Linked DNA regions of Sus scrofa: all the other regions are linked to region 3. Evidence: chromatin contacts called from public HiChIP or PLAC-seq data. All regions are on one chromosome and are shown on one strand. Each heading gives the region's core, a stretch centred on a gene start, on an enhancer-like site or on the middle of the called end of the contact. The rest is flanking DNA. Distances are from core to core; before and after follow the strand shown.

The links. HiChIP or PLAC-seq counts read pairs in DNA pulled down with a chosen protein or histone mark.
Region 1: a contact with region 3 is called in an H3K27ac HiChIP or PLAC-seq map of alveolar macrophages. The contact joins two enhancer-like sites. A contact is called at or near these places in 2 of 47 Hi-C or Micro-C datasets (brain and embryonic fibroblasts) and 1 of 2 datasets of contacts at active chromatin or transcription factors (alveolar macrophages).
Region 2: a contact with region 3 is called in an H3K27ac HiChIP or PLAC-seq map of alveolar macrophages. The contact joins two enhancer-like sites. A contact is called at or near these places in 1 of 47 Hi-C or Micro-C datasets (embryonic fibroblasts) and 1 of 2 datasets of contacts at active chromatin or transcription factors (alveolar macrophages).

What each region holds. Positions count from the first base shown.
Region 1 is chr9:70,694,856-70,698,355 of Sscrofa11.1, forward strand. The region is part of intron 2 of CDK14 (cyclin-dependent kinase 14); the gene reads left to right. Among named protein-coding and RNA genes, the nearest start is that of CDK14, 19 kb to the left of the region's middle. Within about 2 kb of position 1,391, at least 30 of the 83 cell types and tissues checked have an H3K27ac peak or open chromatin away from gene starts, as enhancers often do. A contact at or near this core is called in alveolar macrophages, where this site is marked.
Region 2 is chr9:70,837,566-70,841,048 of Sscrofa11.1, forward strand. All of the region lies in intron 4 of CDK14 (cyclin-dependent kinase 14), which reads left to right. Among named protein-coding and RNA genes, the nearest start is that of CDK14, 160 kb to the left of the region's middle. Within about 2 kb of position 1,911, at least 5 of the 83 cell types and tissues checked have an H3K27ac peak or open chromatin away from gene starts, as enhancers often do. A contact at or near this core is called in alveolar macrophages, where this site is marked.
Region 3 is chr9:71,129,085-71,132,669 of Sscrofa11.1, forward strand. The region is part of intron 10 of CDK14 (cyclin-dependent kinase 14); the gene reads left to right. Among named protein-coding and RNA genes, the nearest start is that of FZD1, 220 kb to the right of the region's middle. Within about 2 kb of position 1,712, at least 7 of the 83 cell types and tissues checked have an H3K27ac peak or open chromatin away from gene starts, as enhancers often do. A contact at or near this core is called in alveolar macrophages, where this site is marked.

The sequences.
Region 1 (3,500 bases), core at 141-2,640, 430 kb before region 3:
AAATAAGTAATTGTGTTGGAGAAACACATGGTTAAGCCAGTTTGAAGGATGAAAGAAGAATTTTTGAATATTGATTTTTGGTTTAATGATTTGCTTTAAAATAATAATGATACCTAAATTACAAAAGGTTAGAAAATAATCTCCCCTAGCGTAAAATTACCATACATAAAACCTTTTGAAATTTGGAAGCAAAGCCCTTCAATTAGGTATAAATTTATGTTTATAGAAAGAATTTGAAATGCCTGAAGCCATGGTGATTCTTGGATTGTTCTTGTGGGTAATTTGAAAGGTTAAAGTTATGAAGTTCATGCTTCATGCCTCTGTTATTTTAGCTCAGATAAGTTGCCAGACAGAGTGTTGACTATGCTTGGCTCTTTGAAGGAGAAATACAGCAATTTTGCAATTGAAAGAAACCTTTGAAATGTAAAAAGTTTCATTTGTTTCTGCTATATAATGCAGATAATTAAGCTCTTATTTGTTTGGAAAAAATGGGTTATTTTTTCTGATTATTTATCATTTATTTCTGATTATTCTCTGTTCTGGTCAGTTTTTATTATATTTGGGAGGTAGAAGGGGCTGCCAATACTTACTTTAGCATTTTCCAGCTATTTTATTTTTTGCGTCCTAGCAATATGTGTACACAGCATATAAAATATCTTAACATTTTTACATCTGGTCTATAACTGCTTAAGGTATAGAATGTAAGTTAATTTGCTTCATATCTGCTTAGTATAATAACTTTGGGAGATAGATGGGGGCAGTGTACATGGATCTCAGTTTCTAGTACATGTCCCTCTTTGTTATTTTTGTATAAAAATATAACTCTAATATTGGAGATGATAAATACGGCACTGATTTTTATGAGAACCAGAGTCTAGGGATTGGGTACAAATATTATTTGGGGGTATTCCTGGTCTTTCTTTCCCGTCCTTTGAGGGTGGGGGGAGCTGTTGCGGTCTTTTCTCACCCTGTCTTCATTATTGGAGGCCTCAGTGTCTTGTAAATAATGTGCTTATTGTGTTCAGTGTTCCAGCTTCAGACTTCCCTGGCTTCCTTATCTAAAATACTGCATCTCAGTAACAGGCGTTCCTTAGCTCCCTTAGCTCTTCTTGTTGTCTTCTGTCTGGTCTTTGCTGGCTTCCAGTTTCCAGAGACTCCTGCTCTGCCTGCCCAGTCCCGTTCTTCCAGCTCACGGCCCATCCCCCTTCCTTTGTTTCCTTTTCCTCTTCTCTCTTGGTGTTTCACTCCCTTGACTGTATCCCCCATGGCCTCACCCCTTTGAACTTTGCTTGTAATCTATTCTACCAGCTCCCGATTTTGACCTGGCATCTTTTCCTCTCTTACCCAGTGGCTGCCAAAAGCTGCTTGAGGAAATCACTCTGTAAATAAATCTCTGGTCTCCAGCCTTAGCTGGAACCCGAGGCAGCTGTGCAGAGTCTTGCCCTGTTCGGCTGGCCTGTTTCCTGTCGAAACATTTCCATTCCCCTCAAACCTTCTAGCCACCCGCCCCCACGCCTCCTTCCTTTCCTAGATGACTTTCCCTCTCTATTAATTTGCTAGAGGTGCCATAGAGAAATACCGCAGACTCGGTGGCTTAAACAACAGACATTTACTGCCTGACATTTCTGAAGACCAGAAGTCTGAAATCAAAGTGTTGGCAGGTTTGGTTTCTTCTGAGGGCTGTGAGGGCAGGATCTATTCTAGGTCACCTCGTCTGTGTGTTTTCACATTGTCTCCGTTCAGTGAGTGTCTGTGTATCCCAACTTCCCTGTTTCATAAGGGCATCAATCATGTTGAATTAGGGGCTCACCCTCCTCCAGTGTGACCTCATCTTTTTTTTTTTTTTTTTTGTCTTTTTGCTATTTCTTTGGGCCGCTCCCGTGGCATATGGAGGTTCCCAGGCTAGGGGTCGAATCGGAGCTGTAGCCACCGGCCTACGCCAGAGCCACAGCAACGCGGGATCCGAGCCGCGTCTGCAACCTACACTACAGCTCACGGCAACGCCGGATCGTCAACCCACTGAGCAAGGGCAGGGACCGAACCCGCAACCTCATGGTTCCTAGTCGGATTCGTTAACCACTGCGCCACGACGGGAACTCCCTCATCTTGATAATAACTGATTATATCGGCAGTGCCCCTGTTTTTGAATGAGATCACATTCAGAGGCACTGTGGTCACTTAAGACTTAAACATAAGAAATTTTGATAGATACAGTTCAACAGACAACACCTTCCAGCTTCTTAGAACACTTAATAATATTAGACATCAGCCCCTTGTCTGCACATGTACCTTCATTTTCTCCAATCTTCCTTTTTTTTTTCCCCACCACCTGAGAGAAGAATGGGTCTTTTATTCTGTTCTGGGCTAGTTCCTCCTCTTATCCTCTTAATTCCTTTCCCTCCTTTCCACTCTGGAAGCTTGTATAATTGATTCTTTCCTTTTGCCTCTGTGTTTCTTGTCTCTTGGCTTTTACAGATATTTCACCAGAGGTTCTGAGCATGGCTGGGTCTTCCCTATCGCTTCCATCATAATGGAAACCCCTGTACTCTGTGATCACTTTTTCATGCTCTCCTGGGGTAGTTGGTCTGTCCCTTGCTTCTGGCTACTCTGTTATTGTATTTACATCAGCGTGGCTGCCTCAGCTTTCTGTTGGGAACTCCATCCCCAGATATCTGGCTGCCCATTAGATGTTTCTGCCTCTGTATCTTATAGACACCTTGATCTCAGTGCACACGAAATGCAGTTGACCCTTGAACAATCTCATGGGTTTGAACTGCACAGATGGGCTCATCCGTGAATTTTTTCTAGCAAATGCAGTTGGTTCCATTTGTGGATGTAGAACTGTGGATATAGAGGGCCAACTGTTAGACTCAAATTTTTGACTTCATGGAGGATTGATACCCCTCACCCCTGAGTTGTTCAAGGGTGATCTGCATTACTGATTCTTACATTCTCTGAACATGCACCTTTCCTCTTTCCTTTCACATGATTGGCTTTCACAGATTTTCCAAGGCAAAAACCTGACACCATCATGAACTTCTTCCAAGCTCCACCTTCAAGCTTTGACTTGGTTCTTGTTCCTCCTGTCCTGCCCATTCCTGCTGCTGAGGTTCACATTCAGCCTCGTCCTTTCCTGCCTGGGCTGTGGTGGTCTTCTAACGCCATCCCTGCCCACAGCTTGCCTCCTGTTCCAACAGAGTGACGGAGCTGAAATAACAAAGCATGCTCTTCTGCTTAGTACTTTAAAAGCTCCCTGTCAGTTGCAAGTTCAAGTCCAAACTCCTAGCTTGACTTTCAAGACCTTTCATCATCAATTTTTGTCTGTCTTTCCACCCTTATCAATCAGTCATCTCCTATTTTGGTGTCTTTATTGTCATTCCAACTGCCACCTCTGCAGGACTTTTATCACTTTTACCTCTTTTATCTCAATAACTTCTTTTTTTTTTTTTTTGGCTTTTTAAGGCTGTGTTCACAGTATATGGGGGTTCCCAGGCTAGGGG
Region 2 (3,483 bases), core at 661-3,160, 290 kb before region 3:
TCAATTACTTCTCACAACACTCTGTAAGATGGGCCCCATTAACATCATTTCCACTGGAGCAGGCATCTTGCTGCTTAGAGAAATTTATTTATTTATTTTTTTTGTCTTTTTGCTATTTCTTGGGCCGCTCCCGCGGCATATGGAGGTTCCCAGGCTAGGGGTTGAATCGGAGCTGTGGCCACTGGCCTACGCCAGAGCCACAGCAACGCGGGATCCGAGCCGCGTCTGCAACCTACACCACAGCTCATGGCAATGCCGGATCGTTAACCCACTGAGCAAGGGCAGGGACCGAACCCACAACCTCATGGTTCCTAGTTGGATTCGTTAACCACTGCGCCACGACAGGAACTCCTGCTTAGAGAAATTTAGTCATGCATCCAGATCCATACAGATTGTTAGCAACAAAGTGTGTTTGGCTCATGTCTACATGGTTTCAAGCCATCTTTTCCTAACCATTGCACATACTGCTTCCACAGGATAAGGCCTTGCTTGGAAAGACTAGATCCTTGTTGAGGAGTCCAGATGGTTCACCCAGATGCTCTGACTTGTTTTAACTGTGGATCAAACAGAGGCAAACCTACTGTTTCATTAGAAGAAAATAAACCAATCACTTTGAAGTGTCTTCCCACCAAAGATGTGCTCAGCTGATTTCCAAATGCAAGATGTTTAGATTTATGACAAAATCTGGAGTTTCCATTGTGGCTCAGCAGATTACGAACCTGACTGGTATCCATGAGTATTCAGTTCGGTCTCTGACCTCAGTCAGTGGGTTAAGAATCCACTGTTGCCCTGAGCTGTGGTGTAGCTCGAAGATCTGGCTTGGATCTGGCATTGCTGTGGCTGTGGCATAGGCCGGCAGCTGCAGCACCGACTCAACCCCTAGCCTGGGAACTTCCATATGCCACAGGTGCAGCCCTAAAAAGCAAAAAAAAAAAAAAAAAAAAAGAAAGAAAAGAAAAAGAAAAAAGATTTATGACAAAATCTTGAGAGACAGTTGAAACATTCTTGGTTTATTATGCCTGAATGAAAGAAAGACTGCCTTTTAAGTACCTGCAATCCTTGAGAAGGATAGTTCTGGACAGTTAATACTTTTCACTCCAGCAGCTCTCAGCGAGTCTTGCCAGCAATTCTCAAGCAGTTTAAAGCTTGCCGGTCACATGTACTATTTAATTTCCTTCAGCTGGAGATGAAAGCCATTGACCACTCACCTGCATTAGGAGATGACAGGCTGCCTGTGCTTATTTGCTTTACAGTGGCAAGGTCAGGCAGAGAACAGCAGTTACCTGCCATCTAGCAATGTTTGAGAGCTGAGTTTGTTGGTGTGTCTCCCAGAGCACTTCATAATTTAAAGAGTCAAAATGTTGGGATCCCTGTTCCGGTACTTCTTACCACTCTTCCATAGCTGTCTGCACCCCTGCCTCCATCTTTAACCATTTAGCATTTTCCCCAAGAGCTGCTATTGTTATCTTGCCGTAAAGCTGCCTGGCATTTTAGAGGTGCCACTGATACTTGATTGGTGAGTATCATATAGATGTGTGTACTGATTTACGGCTTTCAGGTTTGGATTTTGCCGTAGAACTCATTGTATTACTTTGCTAGGACTGCCAAAACAAAGTACCGTAGATGAGTGGCTTAAACCACAGAAATTTATCATCTTGTAATTCTGGAGACTTGATGTAAGATCAAGGTGTTGGCAGGGTTGGTTCCTTCTGAGGGCTGGTCCTGTAAGGGAGAGTGTGTTCCATGCCTTTCCTAGCTTTTGTGGTGTGCTGGTGTCTTTGGCATTCCTGGTTTGTAGATGCATCACCCTGATGTCTTTCTTCATGTTCACATGGTGTTCTCTCTCTCTGCATATTTGTCTCCACATCTACATTTCCCCTTTTTATAAGAACACTAGTCATTTTGGATTAGGGCCCTCTGTGATGACCTCATTTTAGCTTGGTTACTTCTGTACAGACTCTATTTCCCAATAAGGTCACAGTCTGAGGTATTAGGGGTGAGAGCATCAACATATCTTCTTTGGAGGGCAGAGTTCAATCCATAGCACTCATTAATTTCAAACCTCACTGATTTGGCATTGTTTTCATGACAGCGTTCTCCTTCCTCTCCTACTTATGGTATGTATGTCGTCTTTCATTTTATGGCTCAAATAATATAAGCAAAATATATCCTCCCATCAAAAGATTTGTATGATTGTCAACTTTGATACAGTTGCCATTAGCCATTGTTTAGAAACTTGAGAAGAAGTGGAAAGGCTTTTTATTACTCTTGGATTTTCTTGAGTTTCTTATTCCTATAAGGATGCATAGGTTGGGGAGAAATTGACTGAGATTCCTATCCTGTGTTGCCCTTGGTAATGAACCTCTAAAGAATGTGGTTGGTTAGCTGCGACCATATCAACACACAACACTCATAAGTAAGTTGTCTTAAAAAAACAAAGCTTTGAGCTTCCCACATTTTTATATTTGAGTATAGTTCTGTTCTGTTTTGTTTTGAAACCAGTGTTCTCCAGATTCTTAATACTTTGTGCATGTGTGTGTTTATATTTGGGGAAGGGAGGCAATTTATCTTCACTCTCACTGCTAATCTTTATCCTGGCTTGATTTCCTGATTATGTTTTCTAAATCCCTATAGTGTTTAATAGAGGATTAAAAAAAATCATGCATTGTATAATATTCTGCATTTTAAAACATGTGGCATTTAAAAATGTCTTTAGTTCAGCACCTTGAAATCATCTTTTCAATTTCCCAAGGACTTTTGCTCTTTAAGAGACTTGTTAACATTTTTTGAGTTTATTCAACTAATGACTAGTATTTGTTGTTTTTATGCTGTCCGTGAAAAAGAGGCAACCTAGTTACAGATTCTGCCCTCAGGAAACTTAACAGTCTTGAAGGGAGATGGTCCATATACATAAAGAACTCTATGTAAGTTAGAAGGTTGTGTATTCTAGGAAGATAGAATGAAGTGAGAAAGGCCTGGGTCCAATGGCCTGGGGCTTCAAAAGGAAGAGAGGATGATGTGGACCAGAGTATTTTAAAATATGTCTCTTCATTCAAAGAGGGCATGAAAGGTGACCTCGTTCTCTCCAGTGGCAACTGATTGAATTTACAGCCTCACGTGCTTTTATGTTTTTGTTTCTTTTTCTTTTTTTCTTTTTGCTTTGTCTTTTTAGGGCTGCGCCTGTGGCATATGGAGGTTCCCAGACTAGGGGTCGAATCCGAGTTGCAGCTGCAGGCCTACACCAGAGCCACAGCAACTTGGGATCTGAGCCGAGTCTGCGACCTACACTGCAGCTCATGGCAACGCTGGATCCTTAACCCACTGAGCAAGGCCAGGGATTGAACCTGCAACCTCATGGTTCCTAGTCAGATTTGTTTCCACTGCATTACAATGGGAACTCCCTCACGTGCTTTTAAATCAAGCCCCCCTCAGTGCTGTGTGTGTTCATAGGACTCCTTGGGAGAGTTCCCTTTTGGGACTTGT
Region 3 (3,585 bases), core at 462-2,961:
AACATCCATGGAAAAACTGAGTATTTCTTTTGTTATTCTTCACATTCTGCCAATTTTGAGAAATGATTTGCAGCCTCTTGTTGTAAGAGACACCTAAGGTATAAGATGTTAAAGGACAGGAAAACAGGTGTTGGTAGGTGAGCTCTGACTTACAGCCTGTCCTCTGTGCCATCACTGTCACCTCTACTAGCTCCTGGTAGTATTGGAGGCCACCTCTTTTCCAAATGCTATCTAAACAAATAATCTTACACAGGAACTCTCAATGAAGGTGTGCTTGTGGTGATAACTTCCTGTCTACTGCTCATATTTTTGGGGTTGAAAAATTCAGTTAGAACAAATTATTTTTTTCTTTTATTCTTTCTTTCTTTTTTTTTTTTTTTTTTTAAAGTTCCTAGGCCAAGGATTGAATCTGAGCCTCAGCTTCAACCTATGTCGCAGGTGCAGCAACACCAGATCCTTTAACCCACTGCACTGGGCCAGGGATCAAACACATGCCTCTGTAGTGACCCGAGCCACTGCAGTTGGATTCTTAACCCACTGTGCCACAGCAGGAGCTCCTAGAATGAATTCTTTAAAGCAGTGCTCTGAAACTTTAGTTTGCGCAAGAATTACCCAGGGTTCGTGTTGAATTATAACTTCTGATTTATCAGGTCGGGAATGGGGTCTGAGCTGCTTTCTGCAGGTGATGCTGCTAATTTGGGCACCACATTTTGAACAGCAAGGCTTTAGCATCTAGTGCTCCAGCCTCCAGATGCCTCTTCCTAGGTTATTTATTTTTTTTCATTGTGTGCTGCTGCTTCAGGCAGTCAGCCTACTTCTGCTGCAGTTACTTGGCAATATCGCCCCCTCCAGCCTCCACCCTCAGGCTCCTGAACAACATGCAGGGACATTTCCAAAGGGCACCGCAGGGGGACTGACAGTCTGAAGCCCTGACACAATAACATCACTCAGGGGAAAGAAGGGAGAAGCTGTGGAAATGAGAATGAAATCAATGAGGGAGTCAGGGTTTAGTGAGACAGAGAGTAGAAACAGTAGGAGGAAAGGGAGAGGGAAAAGAATGAAAATTTCATTGGAGGAAAATATATTTTAAATGAGTTGCTCTCACTGCAGTTAAGAGTGTTACCTGGAATAGTTTTCACGTTTAGTTTCTAGTTACCTTCTCATTTCTCTAACAGCCAGCTACTTGTTTTGTTCATTCATCTGCTGAAAGTCTTTTGTAGTCTCTGGACCCAGGCTAAAGACTTAACAAAAAAATCTATATACCATCTCCCTAAACCCAGGGCCTCTGAGAGATGGCCTAGTTAGATGGGGCTGGTCAGCCAGCCCAGCCTTGTTGCAACATTAGAATCACTGGGGAGGTTTGGAAAATTCCACATACCTAACCTGCACCTTGCACTAAAGTTAAATCAGAGTATCTGAGGTAGGTGCCAGTCTTTGGTACTTTATTTAATCTGTGTTTTTTAATGCTTCCCAGGTGCAGCCAAGCACCACTAAGCCAGACCTATATCTTCTAGACCTCATCCTTTACGCGTTTGGGTTCCTTCACATCTAAACCTTTGCCATGTCAAAAATTCTGCACGATGTTTCGGAAACACCATCTCCCTCAATCCAACACCTTCAGTTGAACAGCTGATTAAATAGTCAAACAGCTTTCTGAAGCCCCGCAGCTTTTCATTTTCTCAGTCCAGTGGCTCCCCCTGCTGGCTTATGCTGGGTAAAGCTCCCTGCTCTGCAGAATCTCATTACTGGTTTTGCTGCTTTAACCTGGAATCACACAGCTGTTAACAGCAGCTCTTCTAATCCCACATCCAACCTGTGTGCCCTTGGTCACTGCCAAAAATGAACAGTCTGAACATGATAACCCCTTGTCTGGTAGCACTTTAGGTAAGGCCTAAGGAGTGATGGAGCAACTATAAATACAGACATACACACATAATATGCAAAAAACCACATGTATTTTGCCTTCAAGATATTCTGATAATAGCGGTTGAGCGTGCTGGTTCCCTGCAAAATAACTGACATTGACATATACTTTGGATAGAAAACAGGGAAGGAAAGCTTTCATTCATACCTACTCTACCCTCTTTCATCTAATATATCCTCTTTCTTATCACCTCATCTCTCCCTAGCTGCCCCCTAAGTTATAGCTACAGCTAAGTAAAAATGGAGGTAGATGTCAATGCATGACCTCATCTTATCCCCCAAACTCTTTGTGGCCACGTTACTTTAGACTTTTATGGCACACGACAGTTGTGTCTAGAGAAACAGAATTTGATCCTTATTTTATCCGAATGCAAAATGTACAGTCCGACCCTTGGTTCTGATGAGACCTCATAAAACCGTGAATTCCCGTTTATACAGCTCTAGTCCCTGGATTGCCCGCCTTTGTCATTTATTAATGCCTTACCCCCCGGGCCCCCATCAACACTACAGGTGCCTGAGCCACTCAAGGTGCTGTCCCAAACCGTTTCTTTCTCACTCAGGGTAGACATGTCCAGCCCACCTCCTGGGACGTGGGAGCACCCCCTGACCTTTCTGAGTGCATCCTTTGACGACTGCTGTATTTATTTTTGTCCCTCTTCACAGGCAGCACCTGGTCACCTGGGGCTGGTGCAGCCATCCAGATGGGCCCTGGCTGGTAGAGGTGTGAGTCAGTGATTAAATCTGCATTGTTGTTTACTGCTGCATAATCACAGTACCACAAACTTAGCATCAGAACACACACTTACCATCTCACAATAGCTGGGGGGACAGGAGACCAAGCATGGCTTAGCTGGGGGCTCGGCTGCAGGGTCTTACAGGGCTGCAGTCAAGGTATGAGTTGGGCTGGCCATCTTTTGTGAGGGTGTCCTAGAGAGGGATTTGCTCCCAAGCCCATTCAGCTTCTGGCAGGCTGCTGGCCAAGGGCCTCGGGTCCCTGCTGACTCTTGGCTGAGGCCACCTCAGTTCCTTATCTTGCAGCCTTCTCGTGACCACCTGCTTTCTCGAAGCCCTCAAGGGGAAGAGTCTCCTAGTAAAATGGGCGTCAGCATCTCACACGATGTAATCACAGAAGTGACATCTGATCACTTCAGCTACTCTTTTGGTTAGAAGCGAAGTCACTGGTCGCATCCACACTCCAGGGGACGGACATGAACACCAGGAGCCAGGGACTCAGGGGCCACCTTCAAGTCAGCCCACCTCCATCTTCTTTAATTTCTACTAGGTGACCTCATGGAATTTATGCTCAACTAAAAGCCCTGGGTCTTATTTTATACAAATTATTGCCTGCCGGGTCTTCCCATCTTGAGCAATTAATGAGTAAAACCTAAATCCTGGACATTATGTTTATTGCTATTAGGTTTCCCGGTGTTAGCTTCAGCCAGTTGCTCCTTTCAGATGAAACATTTTTTCTTCCTATCTCAGCCATCAGAATATCATACATCCCTTCCATTTCATATCAGCTGAAAATGTAAGATTTTTCTTGTATCTTCCTTTAAGTCACTGATGAAAATGCCGAAGAGGTTAGTACTAGTGCCGTGTGTGTGTGTGTGTGTGTGTGTGTGTGTGTTTGCACATGTGCACGCAAGCACATACACACACACG